Linked DNA regions of Sus scrofa: region 2 is linked to region 1. The links are chromatin contacts, called in public Hi-C maps. All regions are on one chromosome and are shown on one strand. Each heading gives the region's core, a stretch centred on a gene start, on an enhancer-like site or on the middle of the called end of the contact. The rest is flanking DNA. Distances are from core to core; before and after follow the strand shown.

The links. Hi-C and Micro-C count contacts between places; a contact is called where the count stands out from the background.
Region 2: a contact with region 1 is called in a Hi-C map of liver, with 3 times the contacts expected there. The contact joins the promoter of RPAP3 here to the promoter of AMIGO2 in region 1. A contact is called at or near these places in 1 of 47 Hi-C or Micro-C datasets (liver) and 1 of 2 datasets of contacts at active chromatin or transcription factors (skeletal muscle).

The regions. Positions count from the first base shown.
Region 1 is chr5:77,644,105-77,647,320 of Sscrofa11.1, reverse strand. AMIGO2 (amphoterin-induced protein 2) reads left to right here and starts at 1,573. Exons shown (of 2, transcript XM_005664161.3): 1 at 1,573-2,323; 2 at 2,669-3,216. The coding sequence starts at 2,729. All of the region lies in intron 1 of LOC100626841 (a long non-coding RNA gene), which reads right to left.
Region 2 is chr5:78,064,507-78,067,722 of Sscrofa11.1, reverse strand. It overlaps RPAP3 (RNA polymerase II-associated protein 3), which reads left to right and starts at 1,471. Exons shown (of 18, transcript XM_021092589.1): 1 at 1,471-1,561. It overlaps LOC110260775 (a long non-coding RNA gene), which reads right to left and starts at 2,289. Exons shown (of 3, transcript XR_002344182.1): 1 at 1,366-2,289.

The DNA of each region.
Region 1 (3,216 bases), core at 324-2,823:
GCATAATGTTGGAATGATGTGCCTGCTGCTCTTATTACAGAAGCTTCTGTTTCCATTTTTGAAAGTCACTTTTCTTTTTTGACTATTTTTGTTTTAAATAGAGGTCTTTCTGCCACATGCATGGTTTCCTTCGAACGTTAGTTACTTAGTAAATACTACAAATACCTAGTTATTTATTAGTCATTTAAAAGTATTCCTCTGAATACTTTTAAATCTATTTCTCTGTGTTAATCATTCTAACCGCAAAAATAAAGGCCTGGAGACCAAGTTTTTTTCTTTGAGAACCCCAAAACTTAGAAAACATCAACCTCTGCCTCTCCCCTGGGAACAGTAAGCAATGCTTTCCTGAAGCATTTCAGGCTGTATTCTTATGAGAAACTTCAACTTTTCATGAAACTGAAACTAATCTGAATCAAGCTGTTCTCAACTGAAAAATCTTGATTTACCAGTGCTATTGCACAGTCATTCCATAAAAAGCCTGACTGAATTAATGATGCATTAAATTTGGCACTTTCGCCTAACAGATCTACGCTACAACATGAATCCATTCATGGACAATGCAGGGGCCAACTCTCATTAACTTCAAGGTTGCTCAAGTGATGGGGGGAAGGAGCGAATGAGTTGTCTTCGTCATTATTCCTATTTTTTTAAAGTAATATTTTACTCAATTGTTTTTCTCAATTTGCTCCTCTTTTCAATGTCTTTCTCCCTCTGCTTTGGTTAGCATCTCTTGTCAAGGCAGTAATATAGCTCTTTTAAGCCGGATATAATGGATAAATGGGCCATTTGGCTCAGTCAAATCCCATCGTTAAAACTGATCTCGGAATTAAACAAAAATGGATTTTTAATCGGAAAGCTCATCAGCTCCACATCCCCCACCTAACTGTGCCCGGCCTTGCCCACCTGGCCTTGCCTCTTTCTTAACCTGCTTCTAGGGAAGGGATGAAGAACCTCCGCGCAGACACCCTCTCTGGGATCAGTCACTGTCCATTGCGAACACGATAAAAAAAAAAAAAAAAAAAAAAAAAAAAGTCTGGCTCTGGGTCCCCCCCCCCCTTTAAGCTTAATACTCTTATCTTCGCCTCGACTCCAACCCTTTTTTCCTGCGCTTCTCCATCGCGAATGGGGCACCTTGAAGCTGCGTCCAGAGTTAGCAAAGGGATAGAACTTTCCCAAGGAGGTGCGGAGTGTCCCCGATGCGCTTTCCCGCTTCCTTCCCCCAAGCAGAGATCCTGTTGCATGGGAGGGAACGTGCCCGATTTCCCTTCCCCCTCAACCTCCACCCCCGAATGTGGGCGGAGACGGAGGCTGCTTCTGTGTTTATTTTGTAAACCTTTAAAACCTACCGCACTTAGCGCTGTGAGAGCCCCCGTGGCCTTTGCCCACTGAAAGCCGTATGAGGTCGGGGAGCTCAGCTGACTGGCTGGGAGAGAGACGCGACCTGCACAGTCGGGACGAAGTGGGTCTTCTAGGGAGCGACCTCTCCCTTCCGGGATGGGCGTGTCCCTTAACCTCCCCCACCCCATCACCCCGCAGATAGGGGCTGGGCGCACGGACGCAATCCTCAGAAGCGCGCGAGCGCGTCCACCGCTTGGGGGACGCCAGCCCTGGCCTCGGGTGTGGACCCCTGCCCCGCCTGCGCGGCCACCCTCCCGGGGCGCGGGAAGGAGCGCGGCAGAGGTGGCAGCAGTGCCGCCGGGTGGGGGCGAGGGGGGTACCAGCCGCCGCTCGGATTGGCTGCGCCGCCGCCCCCTCCCTGCGCCGCGCGCCCCCCGTCGCGCGCTCGGCCCGCTCTCGTCCGCAGCGAGGGAGCTGGTTCCCGCTGGAGGGAGGACGCGCAGGGGCGGGACCGGTCTTCCCGCCCCGCACCCGACCCCAGGCGCGCCGGGATAAAACCCGGCCAGTGCTGCGCGGGGAACTCGGGTCCCTGCAGCCTCCCAAGCACGGAGAGGCGGGGTCGCTCCGACCCCCTGCTCGCGCCCCCGCCGCTTGGGCCCGGCTCCGGGAGCCGGGCGCCTGGCGCGCGGGCACGCGACGGCTCGAGTGCCCAGGCGGTACCTTCAGCGGAGCAATGAAGAGAGCTCGGGAGAACCAACCGGAGCCGGCCGAGCTGTTTCCTGCGCTCGGGGTTGCTGCCGCCACTGCTATTGCTTGAAACTCTCCAAAGTTGCGAGCCAGCGAGAGGCTGCCGCCCGCCGGGAGCAAAAGGGAAAGGAACTCTTAAGATGCCAGAGTGACAGACATAGACAGACGGACGCACAGATCTGCAGAAGACACCACTGTGGGCGGCCTATTCCCGGTGCCCCTGAGGCTACCCAGCTCTGTGAGTTGCTTTCTGTACGGGTAGCTTGCTTGCTAAGTATTTCCTTATAATTGTTTATAAGATGCGTTTGTGTATTTCTGTGTTTCTTGGAGAGAGTTTTTAAAAAAGGGGGGGGACAACGTATGATGCACCTTAAAAGAAATTGTTTCAGATATTGATACGGTTGTGTTGATAGAATGCATCCAACAGTAAAGAGGACACATAGGCTCCCCAGTGGGGAAAAAAAATAAAAAACCCTCGATTTCAAAAGTTATGGGAAAGAAAGCTAGCTATTACTCTTAAGGGTTAACTAGGGGTAGTTAACTTTGCTTTTTTACTCCTCTTTAAATATTGATTGTTTACCAGGTTGACTGGTGGGAGGCTGAGCTGGTGGCAAAGGCGCCCAGAAGAGACTTAGAGGCGACCATGTCTTTACGTTTACGCGCACTGCCCACCCTGCCTAGAGTTGTCAGACCGGGCTGCAGGGAACTGCTGTGTTTGTTGGTGATCACGGTGACTGTGAGTCGTGGCACCTCCGGGGTGTGCCCCACCGCTTGTATCTGTGCCACTGACATCGTGAGCTGCACCAACAAAAACCTGTCCAAGGTGCCTGGGAACCTTTTCAGGCTGATTAAGAGGCTGGATCTGAGTTACAACAGAATCGGGCTTCTGGATTCTGAGTGGCTGCCGGTTTCCTTTGTAAAGTTGAACACCCTCATTATTCGTCATAATAACATCACGAGCATTTCCACGGACAGTTTCTCCACAACTCCAAATCTGAAGTGTCTTGACTTATCATCCAACAAGCTAAAGACCGTGAAGAGTGCCGTGTTCCAGGAGTTGAAGGTTCTGGAAGTGCTCCTGCTTTACAATAATCACATTTCCTATCTTGATCCTTCAGCATTTGGAGGGCT
Region 2 (3,216 bases), core at 222-2,721, 420 kb before region 1:
ATGTTGTAACAAGAAACCCACTTTAAATATAAAAACATATACAGATGAAAAGGAAATGGAAACATTACCACATTAGGAGTTCCCGTTGAGGCATAGTGGTTAGCGAATCTGTCTAGGAACCATGAGGTTGCAGGTTCGATCCCTGGCATTGCTCAGTGGGTTAAGGATCTGGCGTTGCAGTGAGCTGTGGCGTAGGCTGGCAGCTGTAGCTCAGATTCGACCCTTAGCCTGGAAATCTCCATATGCCGCAGGAACAGCCCTAAAAAAAAGCTAAAAAGAAAAAATTATAGGGCTATTTCAGATGGAAAGGTTTATTTGTTTCTGTCTGTTTTCACGGGCTTTTAAAATTATTTTTGTTTTACAATTTTATTTTGTTTTATACTTTTTTTTTTTTTTTTTGCCTTTCAGGGCTGCATCTGTGGCATATACAAGTTCCCAGGCTAGGGGTCTAATCAGAGCTGTAGCCACAGCAATGTGGGATCTGAGCCACGTCTGTGACCTACGCCTAAGCTCAGGCAACGCAGGATCCTTAACCCACTGAGGCCAGGAATTGAACCTGCGTCCTCATGGATACTAGCCGGGTTCATAAACCACTGAGCCACGACTGGAACTCCTGTTTTACAGTTTTAGACTTGCCATGAAAATGAAAGTTCACTCACACAGGAAGCAGAAGCACATAATGTTAAAAGCTTCATGTTCTTTTCACTTAGTGGCTAGGGCACATCAAAAGATAGGTCTTAATACTGACACACGTCCAAGAAAGATTCAGAGATAGATACTTAGAAAAGGAAGGAATTTACTTGCAAAAGTGCAAGGTAGTCAGACTGAAGAACAGATTTGCCAAATACAAGTACTTAAAGATTAAAAAAAACCCTGCAAAATTAGTATAGTTACCATAGCCTGTTCATGGTAGAGAAACAGTAACTTTCCCACATGATTTTCTTTTTCTTTTCTTTCTTTTTTTTTTTTTTTTAGGGCCTCACCCATGGCACATGGAGGTTCCCAAGCTAGGGGTTGAATCGGTGCTGTAGCCACTGGCCTACACCACAGCTCACGGCAACGCCAGATACTTAACCCACTGAGCGAGCCCAGGGATTGAACCTGCATCCTCATGGATCCTAGACAGATTCGTTTCCGCTGAGCCACGACGGGAATTCCCCCACGTGATTTTCATATGCACAAAAGTGATAAAATACGGTTACAAACCAGCAAGGCAAATATTAGGGATAACAGTGGGAGCGATCCAAAGCATTATTCAAGTTATTATTATGTGGGGAATCAGAACAGGCCAGGATGATCCTGCAGTTTTTGGAGTACCTACTGTGAAGCTGGAAGCAGGCAGAGTCAGATTTTGCTTTAACACACCTGTCAATCCTCTAGGCTGATTCCACCCAGAGGAGGAGGGCTCAGCGCACCTGATCTTCTGCGCACGCTCCGTCCTGGCTCCAGGGGGCGGGGCGAGGCCACGCGAGGACTTGTGGGATAGCTCAGGAAGGCGGGGCCGGCGTGAGTAGCTGAGAGTCGGGCGCGGCGGTTGTGGGGCCGGTAGTGGCCTGGTGAGGTGAGCCAGCTTTACGGTTGTCACTTTTTGCGAGGGAGCTACGGCAGCAAGGAGGCTTCTGGGGTCTCCCCGCAGGAGGAGGGTTTGCTGCTGTGGGTACCGGGAGAGACCGAGAAGGCCAGGGCGGGCGGCGGGGGCACCGCGTTGGGGCGGCGTGGCGGTGTCCAGGGTAGCGGCGCACTGGGGAGCGAGTTCGGGAGGCCAGTCCCTAGACGGTCAGCTTTGCTGGGGGTCTCTCCACCCTGGGTGCCGCGGGCATTGGTCGGTTTGTGGTGGTCAGGGCCGCAGACCCACCCTCCCGAGACCTCTGTGGGGCCCGCCCCCTTTCGGCGGGGGTGTGCAATGCTCGCTCGGATGTAGAGTAGAAAGTGATACCTCCAGGCGCTGGAAGTTTCTGGTTGCGTGCCTGGATACAGGTTCTGTGGGAGCAGAGAGGTGATGGGTGAAATGGAAAAGCTTTCTACTTCCTACAGTAACTCAATGCCTTGTTACGCTTTTATTCACGTTTTTTGAGCCCCCCCCGCAAAGCATTGTTCTAGTTTTATTTTTTTCATGAGATGTACATATATGATCAAATATGGGCACTGCCTGAAAGAAGCTTAAACTTTAGTTTCTGGGCCATGACTAGGGGTCTTATCTGTCGTTGCAAACATCTTTTCCTCCAAGAAGAATCATTTTTCTAGTCTCCTCTATCTTTCCCTCCAAACCTACTGCACTTTTTGGGCACCTTGCCCCATCACTCATCCCCTTTCCTATATCTTTTTTTTTTTTTTTTTTTTTTTTAGTTTTTTGAAATATAGTTAAGTTACGAGGCTGTGATAGTTTCTGCCGTACTTCAAAGTGAGCCAGTGATACATGCACACATATCCATTCTCTGATTCTTTTCCCACATAGATTATCACAGTATACTCTGTAGAGTTCTCTGCACTGTACAGCAGGTTCCTGTTGGTCCATGGTTCTGTATACCTCGGTGTGCATATGCCAGTCCCAGACCCCCAGTCCGTTCCCCGCCTCCCCACCTGTCCCCTCCTGTATCTTCTTTTACCCTGTTTCTCACTGCCCCCCTCCACCCATACTCCTGAGCAATTTTAGGTTATGAAAGGCAAAATTATGCTGATCTCCGTTATGTCTTATTTACTCAGCTCATTTTATCTCTGTTCCTAAAAAAATTCCATTAAAACTGTATGTAATCGGGAGTTCCTGTTGTGGCTCAGTGGTAATGAACCCGACTAGTATCCATGGGGATGTGGGTTTCATCCCTGGCCACAATCAGTGGGTGGGGGATATGGCGTTGGCTATGAGCTGTGGTGTAGGTCGGAGATGCAGTTTGGGTCACAAGTTTCTGTGGCTATGGCGTAGGCAGGCCGCTGCAGCTCCAATTAGACCCCTAGCCTGGGAACTTCCACATGCCTTGGATGTGGCTCTAAAAAGACAAAAAACAAACCAAAAAACTGTGTAATCTTTATATGACTAAACAAATTTAACGTACATTATTTCTCCTGTATGATCTCTGCGGTATTTGGCATTGTTAAGTATCTTTTTGAAAATTCTCTTCTGTGACAGTATTCCAAGTTTTCTTCCCAGCTCTCTAGATGCCACTGCTTAGTTTTTACTGGGTTGGCCTGTCTTCCTTGGTTTGTTCCCTAAATGTTAGT